3 separate regions of the Mus musculus genome follow, and all the other regions are linked to region 1. Evidence: chromatin contacts called from public ChIA-PET and HiChIP or PLAC-seq data. All regions are on one chromosome and are shown on one strand. The core of a region is the stretch at or near the end of the contact, and the rest is flanking DNA. Distances in the headings are between cores, read along the strand shown. Region 1 holds the start of Itpr1 (inositol 1,4,5-trisphosphate receptor 1). Region 2 has its middle 25 kb from the start of 0610040F04Rik. Region 3 has its middle 18 kb from the start of Gm44040.

Evidence for each region. ChIA-PET counts read pairs in DNA pulled down with a chosen protein or histone mark. HiChIP or PLAC-seq counts read pairs in DNA pulled down with a chosen protein or histone mark.
Region 2: a contact with region 1 is called in an H3K27ac HiChIP or PLAC-seq map of embryonic stem cells, with 5 read pairs. The contact joins the enhancer-like site here to the promoter of Itpr1 in region 1. A contact is called at or near these places in 1 of 39 promoter capture datasets (neural stem cells), 5 of 115 datasets of contacts at active chromatin or transcription factors (the 230-238 cell line, embryonic stem cells, large pre-B cells and 1 more) and 3 of 9 other capture datasets (embryonic stem cells, liver and macrophages).
Region 3: a contact with region 1 is called in an RNA polymerase II ChIA-PET map of memory CD8 T cells, with 130 read pairs. The contact joins the enhancer-like site here to the promoter of Itpr1 in region 1. A contact is called at or near these places in 2 of 484 Hi-C or Micro-C datasets (embryonic stem cells and uterus) and 3 of 115 datasets of contacts at active chromatin or transcription factors (CD8 T cells, effector CD8 T cells and memory CD8 T cells).

What each region holds. Positions count from the first base shown.
Region 1 is chr6:108,211,045-108,215,267 of GRCm38.p6, reverse strand. Itpr1 (inositol 1,4,5-trisphosphate receptor 1) reads right to left here and starts at 2,172. Exons shown (of 62, transcript NM_010585.5): 1 at 1,915-2,172; 2 at 990-1,065. Gm38872 (predicted gene, 38872) reads left to right here and starts at 2,350. Exons shown (of 3, transcript NR_167935.1): 1 at 2,350-2,413; 2 at 2,495-2,662; 3 at 2,828-3,012.
Region 2 is chr6:108,683,968-108,688,190 of GRCm38.p6, reverse strand. No RefSeq gene overlaps it. Among named protein-coding and RNA genes, the nearest start is that of 0610040F04Rik, 25 kb to the right of the region's middle. Within about 2 kb of position 2,235, at least 21 of the 459 cell types and tissues checked have an H3K27ac peak or open chromatin away from gene starts, as enhancers often do. A contact at or near this core is called in embryonic stem cells, where this site is marked.
Region 3 is chr6:108,551,150-108,555,372 of GRCm38.p6, reverse strand. No RefSeq gene overlaps it. Among named protein-coding and RNA genes, the nearest start is that of Gm44040, 18 kb to the right of the region's middle. Within about 2 kb of position 2,107, at least 38 of the 459 cell types and tissues checked have an H3K27ac peak or open chromatin away from gene starts, as enhancers often do. A contact at or near this core is called in CD8 T cells and memory CD8 T cells, where this site is marked.

The DNA.
Region 1 (4,223 bases), core at 923-3,422:
GAACTAGCCTTCCCTTCCAAATGTTTCCCGCTCTGCCAGTATTCCTGAGGACCTTATCAACAGGAAACAAAAGCATTCTACTACCATAATGAAGTATCTGGCTTTTATTCACTAATTAGAAAAGCCCAAAGATTGTAGCCCAGGGAACAGCTAAATATTTAGGACATTAAAGAAGTTACCAAGGACCAGCTGCCCACAGCTCACCACCCACCCCTATTAACTTGTTGTTTACTCAATTCCCAGACATTTTAGGAAAACAAAAACAAAAACAAAATCCAATGGCCAAACCTGAAACCATAGTGGCACCTGTACCTACAGAAGCTTTATTTTCTAGAAACGGGCTGTGATGGTTTTAAATATGCCATTATACTGACAGAAATGCTGCCTGCCCTCAGCTCCTCATCCAGGAACAGGTCCCAAAGCAAGAGAAGCCCGCTGGGTTCCTTGACATTCAGGTGGCTCCAGTGAAACCCTGGAAGCGACTGTAGTATTCTTTAAGCTCTTCCTTCCCGTTTTTAAGTTCTCATTCTTTCAATTTGTCACTTTCATTTCTTGCAGCCCAGCCCATTCTGGGTACAGGCATGCCCACAACCGAACAGAACAAAGTGACAGTTTGTGAAAGGGAGGGGTATCTCACTCTTGCTTAGGGATCTTGGCAGATGAAAAGTTCTGCATCTTTGGGAATTAAACTAATGAGGGCTCCTCTCAGGCTGGTAAGGGACCACCCACTTTACAGTCCCTTTAACTGCACGTTGTGGTCGCTTACCGACATCTTCCCCACCCCACCCCCCTCACCCCGCCATGCTTCACTTCTGAGCGACCTTCAAAAGTGGCTGTCACTAGACCTTTACTCACCCAAGACCATGACCAATTTTGACCACGGTGTCTTTCTTTTCCCTACTTTACCTCTATGGCAGCTACAAGAGGACTTAGAAAATGCTTAGGACAAAAACCCATTTTTGACTACAGCACTCGGCTCGCACACTCACCTGACCCAGGTCAGGCACTCTGTAGCCAATGGACGCCCAGCCAAGGATGCAAATCCTGGTCCCTTGTAATCAGCTCCTAAATATTTAACAAAGAAAGAAGACTGAGTAGGGGATCTCGCGAGGGTCTATCAGAAATTCTCAAATCCAAGTTTTGACTTTTATAGCCTCCGCTTTTCCTGCAGATCCCACTCCCCTCCAAATTTAGCAGCTAAGTCGGAGGGATCTCTTTCCCCCAAATAAAAGCAAACCCAGCATGCTTATTTCCCGTCAGTAGCTGGCCAGAAAGATCAGACACGCAGAAACTTCGAACACGCCGGATGGGGATTGAAGGTGGATGGAAGTAAGGGACGTGTTGAGATCCCAAAGCACTTGTTTCCCCGCGTGGAGGCCAAGTATGTGAAACCCGCGTCCTCATTGGGCACGAGCTCCGTCCACACTTCTTTCCTCATCGCCCCCCCCCCCCTTCCTCCGGTTTTCTTCCTTTTTTTTTTTTTTAACCCACGGGGACCCCCACGCATGCATTATCCTACCAGCTGAGCAGCGCAACAGGGCTAGCTACATTTTTAGAAAGATTATTTCCTTGAGCGAACTCATATGACCCCCTCAAATACCCCCCCCCAGGGGGAAAAAAAACTATTTCCTGCAGACACTCCAACCGTTTCCAACTTGGGGGAATGCCATTTCAATACGGGGAAGGAGGTTGAAACCGGTCACTAGAGTCGAGGACGTTTGGGGTTACTTAAGCCTGAAAAAAAATATATACCTCCCCCCAAAACTGTTCACAGGGAAAGAAGCCCCAAAATACACGCCAAGTGCATGCAAAGCCACCAAAGCCACCAAGAACTCCCGGTGATCAGGGCAAAAACTTCTGCGCACGGGAGCTAGTGCCAACTCCCCGCGCCCTCTGCCCGGCCCCAGCAGCTACCTTGGTGACCGGGGAGCCACGCCGGTTTGGGGGATCAGGACCAGGAGAGGGGTTAGCAGCCGCTGGGCAATCCCATGTCCGCGAAGAGGGAGCTCGTTCCGTTAGGATGGGAGCGGAACACCCACACCTCCTCTCGGCGTGCGCTTTCTCTCTCTCCACCCTCTGCCTCCACCTCCTCCACCACCACCACCTCCTCCTCTCCTCCCACCCCGGCAGGCTTGAGGAAACGCTTCAGCAGAACATCCACATGGTTACTGCACTTTAAAGCAGCGCCCGACCGCTTATATAGGCCGGGAAGCTCCCTGGGCAATGTAGTCCGAGTCCCAGGTCGTGCCGGCGCCTGGGGCTGCGCAGAGGGACTACAAGTCCCAGAATCCCCTGGGCTCCGGGGCTGGGTTCTAAATAGACTCCCGCGCGCTGACCAGGGGTGGGAGGGGGAAGAGGCGCCCAGGCTGAAGGCTCGGGTTGCGAACTTGTGTCTGAACACCGGACTCCCCAGGTTTGGCAAGCCCGACCCACTGGGTATGTCCCCTACCTCTGTGAACCCTTCTCTTTTGACTTGTATCTTCCCTTCCTAAAGTCAGGTGTCACTAGGGTCCGGAGAGAGAGGAAGAGCTCGGATTACTGCTTCGGGAAGTTTTTACAAGCTATTTACCCACCCCCGCGCGCCCTGTGTCCTGGAGCCAAGAATTTCAGAAATCCGAGGCACAAAAACGCCAGTGTTTGCGGTCAAGGATTAAAGAAACAAGTTTGTCTTTATTAAATCTGGTCTAGTTTTTTATTGGATCCTGCTAGTGTCTGCATGAAAAACTAAGTCTGGAAATGGGGTGGTCCCTGCTATTGAGGATGCGGGGTAATCGTGTGAGAGCCCTTTTCTGAATTCGAGCTGGGTCTGTCTTTCGTCGCCCGGTAGGAGGTAAAAGAAACGCTACCCTGACGAGTGAGCAAATAAAGGAACCATGTTGTGACTTGCTGATGTTGTGATCGCGAAGCAGGAAAGAAATACAAACCGCGACCTCGGTCCTGACCCCGCTTCTAAGACCCCTATGCTCCTGGAATCTGTAAACGCTAAAGTAAATAAACCGCAAACCAAAAAAATAAGGGCTTCAGAGAAAACTGCTTATACTAAGATGAGTGCGTCCAGGCGAGGCGTGCTGCAAGTCTTCAACCCAAGCCTCTGGGCTGAAATGGATTTCCACACACCAGAAAATAGTGTAGGCTCCAGGCTGCAAAGTGCATAGAACTTTGGTCTTGGGAAGAAGAGTTTGCATCACAGGCAAAGTTATCCTACTGTCTCCTTCCCCATCCCACCCTACAAACTAGACTGCACGTATTCATTCCACAAACGTTCCCCGGGTGTCATCTGGGTGCCAGGCCAGGCACTGTGCCAGGATATGAGAGCGCGCCAAAATATATCATAACATCCTAAATGGGGGTCTGTCTGCTACCGCTAAAGACCTGTTAACAGTAATCCTTGTAATGAAAACAAATGGTTCTACAGAGCTCAGCCTACCTGCTTTCTGTACAGCATGCTATTGAGTGTCACTGATTCTGGGTTTGTAACCTCTTTGTATACAGCAGGTATAAGGCCAAAGAACAGGACAAGCCAGGTTAACTTTGGTCTCCTTTGCAACTCCAACCTGTACCTATACTAAGCACTTGCCCATTGGGACCTCCATCACCACCTCCTTAAAGGAGCCCCTCCTATTTTAGGAGCAGCCTCTAAGCCCTTAGGCAAATCACCTTGAACTCTTTACCCCAGGTTTGCCATCTAGAGAGGGATTCAATACTCATTAATGTTTGCCTGTTCTCTTTTCCTATTACGTGATTCAACAGCCTTGCCTCCTCTCGTGAAACTTTAAGAACAATAGAGGGCAAAATAGGTAACAATTATTGCATATTTAGTGCTCAACCTAACCATTAGGGGCATCACACGGGTGCGTCCTGTGGCCCAGGCATTGTTTCTAAGTAATTTAAGTAGATCATTTCAGCGATAGCACATGGAAAGCTAAAGGCATGCAGGTTAAGTTATATCCAAAAGGCACCGTTGGCAATCTAGGAGGCAAGTGGGGATGCTTCAAGCTGCCTGTCTGTCCTCGGGAAAAACCCCAACTTGTCACCACAGAGGAATCCACACCTTTCATATCTGTTGTTTTTTCCTTTCCCCGATAAAAACAACCTGATCCACTTTCCAAGTCCCTTTGACCCTAACTTTCAAGCAATTTCAACAAATCAGCCCACAAAACGGGTGGGGGTTGCTTCATGATATTCTAATGTGGATTTGCAAAAGAATCCTTGGCCATAGTTGA
Region 2 (4,223 bases), core at 986-3,485, 470 kb before region 1:
CCGTTCCATTGTTTGCGGGGAGGTGCTTACTTTAAAGGTGCCAGGCTTTGGTCATGCTAGGCAAGTGCTCTACCACTGAGCTATACTTCCAGCTTTCATTCATGTATATATGTGTGTGTGTGTATATATATATATACATTTATATATACTATATTAGGAAAATCTCTCATTCTTTCTCCCTCTCTCAATATGTATACTGGCCTTAAACTCCTGACATGGCTGAAAATGACCTTGAACTTCTGGTCCTTGCCTGCACCTCCAAGTGTATGCTGGACCTACAGTAAGTCCTCAATAGCAGCCCCTTTATTTCCATCTTGCTTCATTAGGTATTAACACCATTTCAAAGAAGAGGGAACTGAGGCTTAAGAGGTAGACACCGTTTTCCCATCGTCATGCACTGACACACTTATCCAGTCATCAGCTCATATCCACATGATATTCACATGATTGCCACGTGGCGACTACTTGTTCAAGCCAAGCAGGATTGACAACGCCTTCAGTGTTGTCCATGCCTTTGAGGTGTAGGGGTGTATTCTAGCAAAGCTAGACAGTGACCTGGCACTCAGATCAGTAAGGAAATCACAGATGGGGCAGGAAACACGCAGGGAGGAGACATGGTATGTGTGAGCATGGTGGATTTCTGAAAACGAGATAGGAAGGGACTTTGTAGGAGGCGACATTCATGCTCGGACTTCAAGGTACAACAATATCCTAAGGCCTGTGGGTCTGAGGTAAGCAGAAAAGAACACGGGAGGCAGGTGGGTCAAGAAGAAGGCATTTGAGGAGACAGGAGACACATTCTGGTCACCATGGCTACTGGTGTCTGACCCTCTCATTACAGGACTAAGTTTAAGGTAGTGTAACTCCTTACATTCCTGCCTGCGGTGGCCCCCTCCACTTAAAATTTGTCATAGGTCAGACTAGTTAGTTAGACTACTCTAACTTCCAGACAGGAGCCTGCCTGGGCCTGTGGATTCTTCACAGAGCAACAGGGGGCAAACCTCAGAGGATCCTACCATCAGCCCTCAGGGAACAGCGTCAAACCCAGGCATCTTCTGGGGTTTTGACCTTTCTCCACCCAACTACTACAGAGGCAAGGTCAACTTGACCTGGCTTCAGATCGCTGTCACTCCTAAGCAGTGGGTCAGGGAACAGGGCAGTTAATCACCTCTCTGGTCTTTACTTCCTTCCCCTGTGAAATAGGATCAGGCAGGTCTTCCTTTTGCTGTTTATGAGACATAGCCTTACTCTGTAATCCAGGATACCCTGGCACTTACCATGTAGCCCAGGCTGGCCTCAAATTTGCAGTAATCTTTTTTTATTCTCCTTAGTATTAGGCTTATGGCTATGAGCTATCGCAGACTGCCAGAACACAGTCTACGGGCCAGGAACTCACTAGGTTGCTTGATTGCAGAAGCTTGCTATAGAGGAGGAAATAGTATCTGAGAGAGGTCAGGTGAGTTGACTGGGGTCATAGAACTGCCAAAGAGAAGGGCTGAGATTTGGAGTCCAGTGGGCTAGCTCAGAGTCAGGATCCTAACTGTACAAGCACTCACTGCCTTCTAGAAAATGCTATTTCCAGCTGGAAGCGTTGGCACACACCTATAACCCTGCCTGTATTAGAGATGAAAAAGTAGAAAGGTCAGGAGTTCAAGCTTTGCTACACAGCAAGGCTAGCCTGGACTAAACCAGACTGCCTGCCTCCCAACATGGTGGGGTTTTGTGTGTGTGTGTGTGTGTGATTTGCATCTGTCACCATGGTTCTCAAATTTGTCCTGTTTTGCCTTGTCCTTGAGCTTGCCTGTATACTCGCGGTCACTACCAAGTACTAAGGAATAAATGGGCCAGAGTTATCACACTGAACATAACAACATCAGCACCTGCTTTCCCCTATGCAAACATCGCAAGCACCCCAAATCTGCCGGAACCTCCCAGGGTCTGTACCAGCCTAGTTTGGTGAGGAAATCTCTCAAGGTTCAGGATGTAGAAAACTGGGGCGAGTTTGTGTCTTCCAGTAAGGAGGCCAGGGCTTGAAGGAAGGGGTGTTGGGGAGGAGTTCACAGTGATGGTTATCAATGAGTGAAAACTTCCCCCTCCCTGCATGTGGCTCACTGGAGGTCTCCCTCCCCTAAGCCTGTCACTGCAGAGACTTTCAACCGCCCAGCCCTGGCTGACTCCATCAAGCAGTCAAACCTCCAGAAGCGATGCCTGACCAGATCTTGCTCCTGATGCCTGAAGGCTCCTGCCATTTGTGATGCAAACAATAGTCATTCCAGCCCTACGACTTGTCAGAACCCCCTCCTACGATCTGCATTATAGCAGCAAACAAAATGGACGAAAAAGAAAGCCTGTCTTCAGAGAGCTTGTATTCAAGGCTAACAAACTTCCTTACTATCATTTACTGTGCGGCTGAGGACCCAAATAAAACCTCATCTTCCTTAGCATGACAAAGATGATTCGGGGTCAGTAAGATGGTTTAGCAGGTTAAGGTGCTTGCAGCCAAGTCTGATGACCTGAGTTTGACACCCAGGACTCAAATGATAGAAGAGAAAACTGAAGCCTGCAGGTTACCTACACACACACACACACACACACACACACACACACACTATAACTTAAACAATTAAGAAGCAACTTAGCCAGTCAATATGGCAATATAAGGTTCTTCCACGCAGTGAGCATTATTGCCGTCTTCCTTTTTCCTCTCTCTCCCACTGTCTTTCTCAGTGCTGGAGAGGAAACCCAGGCCCTTACACTTATCAGGCAAGCACTCGTTTGCTGAGGCTTACTCCTTACTTTATTTAAGTCGAGAACGGGAAAAAGTAATTTCCTTGTCTTTTCATTGTGATGCGGCACTTTACGTCTTTGTTGTATATGATTATAGATAGAATTCAGTCCTGTTCAGGACACAGTTAGGTATTTGTCCATTATTTGCAGAAGCAACAGGTGATGGCTTATGGCTGCAAATCTCAGCATTTGAGGGGCTAGGCAAGAGGATTGTCATCAAGTCGAAGGCCAGCCAGGGTTGTATAGTGAGTTCTAGAACAACCTATATTTCAGTCTCAAAAAGGAAAATATTTCAGTGAGAAGAATCCCCTTCCACTTTGTTTCAGTTTCTGAACGATACAAGATTTGAAATGTTTATCAGTTACTCGTGCCTTTATGTAGAATGACTTTATTAGGAGACACAGTGGTCACAAGAAATGAGGAATGGAGAGACATTAAGCAGAATACAGAACTTAAGAGGTTAACTGGGGTAAAAGGGGGCTCAAAAGACCATTATTTCATCCAAATCAATCATGTCTTGGAGCGTTCCAGATGAGGAAGGTGACGTGTAAAGGCATCTGGCTGGCTAAACATCCAAGGGTTTGTTGAGGCCTAGAGACATTGACCTCTCCTCTGACACTCTTTGTAACACACTTAGAGATGGCTCACTATTGGCCATGGGCCCCTCCTGGGAGGGCAAAGAGCTTCTATGACCCCAGACACTATTACTGGCTTTGCTGTTCCAAACACCCTTGGCCTTGTCCCTTGTGCTTCGGGCTTGTCTAACGACAGTGTCAGCTTCCTGGGGTGTGAGTCAGTACAGCTGTCCTGTGGCCTCAGCCGAAGCTCCAGGTCAAGAAGACATTCGAGAATGATCCATAGAGAATGAATAGATCATGAGGCAAGAGCTGTATGTCTGGGTCTCCACCTGACCCCTGGAAAGTTTTAAATGAATGTCTGTTCTATAGCAATAGTGACGAAGCAAATACACAAACGTGGAGGTTCAGAAGCCTTTTGGGAGTGCCTGCCTTGGATGCTTCATCTATAAACAGCAGGCCTAATCCCCACCTCTAATGCTGCTTTGATCCCTTTGACGTCATCATGGAAGTTCTATGAGGGCAGGGCTTTCTGTCCACTCATGCATCCCCGACATTGAAGAAAAACTTTGCTCTTAGGTGCTTACTGCAGGCAAGGTTGATGGATACTCAGAGGAGGAGCAAGCATCTAAGCTCCCGTGGCTAATGCCTATGTAAGACTGAACATGGCACTGTGGTTAACAGGGAAGGATTTGAAATTGCTAGTGTGTTTGTTGCTCTGGGTTTGACCTCCGGTACTGTATATATCTGATACTGTAAATATGGTGTACACACCTGTCATCCCTATACTTTGAAGGTAAAAATGGTGGCAGGGTATCCACCCTCAGCTATATATTGGTTTTTCAAAGCATGGTTTCTCTA
Region 3 (4,223 bases), core at 858-3,357, 340 kb before region 1:
AAGGGAGGGAACTCTCATTCTGTTGTCACAGGTTTCCTGTTCGTTGTTCTCTTCCCCTAGTATGGTGCCATTTTTCACACTGCCCTGTGTCACTGACACTGAAGGAAGGAGCACCATAGCCACATCACGGGTGGAGTAAGAGGGAGATGGGACAGGAAACAGAATAGGAATCGGATTTAGGGTCTAGAGTGGGAAGGTTCACTGAGGGAGTGTAAGCAAATTTCTTAGGCTCCTTGAAACTGTTAAGGGAAGTTCTGGGTCTCCACAGTTACATGCAATATGGCACAGACTTTACATTTAAATGTTAAGTGAAAGACAGTGAAACTGTGGATGAGTCAGATGCAAGAGGAACTGTTTCATTAGCAGGGTTGGGAGGTTCATAAGCTAAGGAAATCCATGATCCCAGACGTTAAATAGCTTCAGATATTTAAAAAAAAAACACCTCAGATTTTAAATTCACCAGTGATCACAAATATAAGAGCGATTATCCGGAAGTTGGGAACTGTGTGACTAAGTTTTTTTTTTTTTTTTAATGAATTATTCAGTTCAAACTGATAGTTACAACATAGTTAAAATAAAAATGACTGGATGTGACCCAAACATGTCATGTGAAGACATAAAGATTTAAGATCCACAGCAACAACAGCAGAGCGATTTAGTAGGAACAGAAAGTAGCTTGGTTGTGCAATAGTTAGCTGAGATTGTGGGTAGGTGTGAGAAGAAAATGTCAGGCACAAGGAATGGGCAATATGGATGGAGCATACCAAGCAGGCCCCTGGTGTCCGCATAGCATCTCTGCGCTCATTACCACCTGTGGGAGGAAGTGGAAAGAGCGCTCTACTCTTAGAATGGGGAGAATTAAAAATTGAAATGACTAACTCTCTCAGAGTCAAAACATGTAGGTGGTTGAGCTAGCACAAAGATTCTCATTGTCAAGGGCCCTGTCTTTTTATTCTACCCTGTGGCCTGTGGAGGCCAGACAATCCTTTAGCCTCTGAACCAATGGTTCTCAACCTGTGGGTTATGACCTCTTTGGGGGGTTGAACAACCTTTTCTCAGGGGTCACCTGAGACCTTATGATTCACAACAGCAACAAAATTACAGTTATGAAGTAGCAATGAAAGTAAATTTATGGTTGGGGTCACCACACCATGGGGAATGGTATTAATGGGTGGAAGCACCAGGAAGGTTGAGAACCACTACCAGCCTTGTGTGTCCCAGGTATCTTACCCAGTGACAACACCAAATCTTCCAGACAGCTTCCACAGAAGGCTTCTGGAGAGACTTCTGAGATCCTGTAAGTGACATATATGTTAAAAAGGCATGAAGTGCCTTCAAGCTATTCAGCAGTGAGGACCTTACATTCCTGGATTGTGCACTTGTGTGTACTGTATTGTATTGTTCCATTGAAATGGGCCCGGCCTCTCTCTCTCTCTCTCTCTCTCTCTCTCTCTCTCTCTCTCTCTCTCTCTCTCTCTCTCTCTCTCTCTCTCTCTCTCTCTCTCTCTCTCTGAGGTGATCACAAAAGTGCTGGCGAATTCTTTCCACCAGTGGTTCCTGCACACAACACGCACTCATGTTGTGGGACTCTTTTTGTTGTTGTTCAGAATTCACCTTAGGGGTTTTCTCAAACTCTGCCTTCTTGCTCTCTGGTGGTTTTTAGCTTTCTTTTTTCTTTCCAGGCTGGGTAGATGATGCAGTTTCACTTCTAGGTGTTAGGATTCTCTTCCACACTGGCTTGTCACGACCTTAAAAGGATTTTAGGTTGCCTGCTTGCTATTTTTTCCTCAAGTCATACCTCCAGTAATGTAGAGACTCGTAAAAGAATTCAGAAGTCCAGCATTAAGGCAGTCCATCCTATAGTGTGAGCTGTGACATATACAATCCACTGTTGTTTTCTAAATTGTCCATGTTGGTAGGTTTGGTGTGTTGAGCTGGTTGTTTCTGAATTGGTGTTGGGATGCTATACTTGACTTCTATTGCTAAGGGTGGAAAGGTATTTGTTATGATCCTAATTGTCTTAATTATAATTGCCGTCATAGCTCTCTCCTGTCAGGTAATTGAGGTCTGATAGTCATTCTTAGCTAAAGCCACCCACAAAAACCACACACAGTGCGTTTTACTCAAAACAGTACTTTAACCACCACTTTGTGATGCAAAATCAGTGGAATTTTGGGTACTTTCTGTAAAATCGAAATCTTTATGGGGGTTTTCCAACATCCCAGTTGATTGTTAACAAGTGATCAGTGAACTAGAGTTAAGTGGATTTGGCTAAACACTTGACTTCTGGGACAGCAATGAGTACAGTCATTGGAAGGGAGCTCCCTTGATTGAGTTGAGATTGGCTCACCTTTTGAAAGATGTGGCTAAGTAAAAGGTATTGTACAAGATCTCTCGGTGTGGAAGGCAGATCTGTTAGGAGTGTACCTGTTGCTTATCTCTGCCACAGGGTTTTCAGTCTTGATACAGTATTCACACTTAGTGCTTTCTAGCTTATAGAGTCTCTTATGAAAGAGGTTTGAAAAAGAATGACTGATCGGTGGGTAGAATTTCCTATGCAGGGACAGAGTGAGAAGGAGATGACTACTAAAGTAGGCTAGCCCTGTGCTGAAAGGCAGGCAGCACCTGACTTGGGAAGAGCTAGCTCTGTCTTGCAGAAGTCAGGAGGTGTCTGTTTATGTTGGAGCCAGCACTCAGGAAGTTACTCTCCCTGTTGAAGGCTCCAGGGCTCATCTTTTAAGGCTCATTACTGTTCTTTGGTTTGGTGGACTGAGCATGTAGTCCTTTAAGGAGGACAAAAAAACCAACCCTCCAACCCACCAACCAAAAACCAACCCACCAACAAACCAAACCCACCAACCTACCAAAAACCAACCCACCAAAAACCAACCCACCAACAAATCCCATCCACCAATCCACCAACAAACCAAACCCCCAAACAAAACTTGATCTGCTATGGTGGCAAACATTTAAGCAACTAAAGCCACAAAGGCTTTCTTCTTGCACATGGACACTGCATTGTCATACCTAATGCTTAGCCTGGAAATGCTACTTCCTCATGGGGGATGGTGGAGGGTAATTTTGAAGGTGACCTGGATCTCAACCCTTGAAACAGAGGTGTAGGAAAAGGTGGTGTGTGGAGGAGGCAGTGGAATCAAGGCCCTCTCAGAGGCCCTGAGAGAGTTACCTGCAGATTCTGTTTTAGCTACACTGTACCAGCTTTGGTGTTGACGCCCACATTCCCAAGGTAGGACCTGCAGCGAGTAAGGCGGAGTGACATTCCAGTTTCAATTATTTTCTGCTGAAGCTGGCAAACTGAATGAAGATTTATATCTTTGGTGACAGGATTCAAATGAGACACGACAAACCTGTAAAAGCTGCCACCTAAACATGTCAATGCAGAAGTTTCCAGTGAACCAGCTAGGACGTGGGGAGACACAACGTACACTGCCAGCCATGCCGTGCTGGAGAGCTTGAGAGATCAAAGACGAAGCCCAGGGCAAAGAGCAGGTCCTTGCTGGCCGCACAGTATTATGGGATTGAGTACAGGAGCCATGTTGGTTTTAGACAAAAAGCCACGTGTCTCTCGTAGGCTTACCTTATGGTGGAAAATTTTAAACTGACTGGAAAATTGACTTACGTTACCCAATTTATGTAGTAAAGTGTAAGTTATGAAACTACCCATTGAGATGGAATTTAATCCTGACCCAGTTCTCTGAGCTGGGTGAGAATTAGTCCCATTTACCAAAGCACAGTCAATAGGCGTCAAAAGAGCAGCCGGAGCCAGCCATGCTTCAGGAAGGACCACATTTTCTCTATTTGGATGGAAGAATGAGCCTAGTACAAGACAAACATCATAAATGCTCTGTGATAGGAGCCTGATCACCGGGGAGTGGGACCAACAAATCCAATGATTAGTGATCCTTCCTTTCATGGGGAAAATGCCAAGTTAAAGGTGCCCACACTAAACAGAGCATTCTGGACCGTGTCATGCCAAGTGCCTTTGACATCCTGGTGCCACTCAGTCACTGAGGAGAATTCTGTATGAAGTTCCCTCTGTTATTTGTTTGACTGATTTCTCTTGAGATATAAACAATTGTTTATTTTCTAAAATCAGGTTAGCATTTCCTGATTTAATCTGGCAACCAAATGAGTTTTTAGCTATAGTTTTACTCAGTCCCAATGGGGAGAAAAGTCTAACACTGGAATCGTTCTCAAGCCAC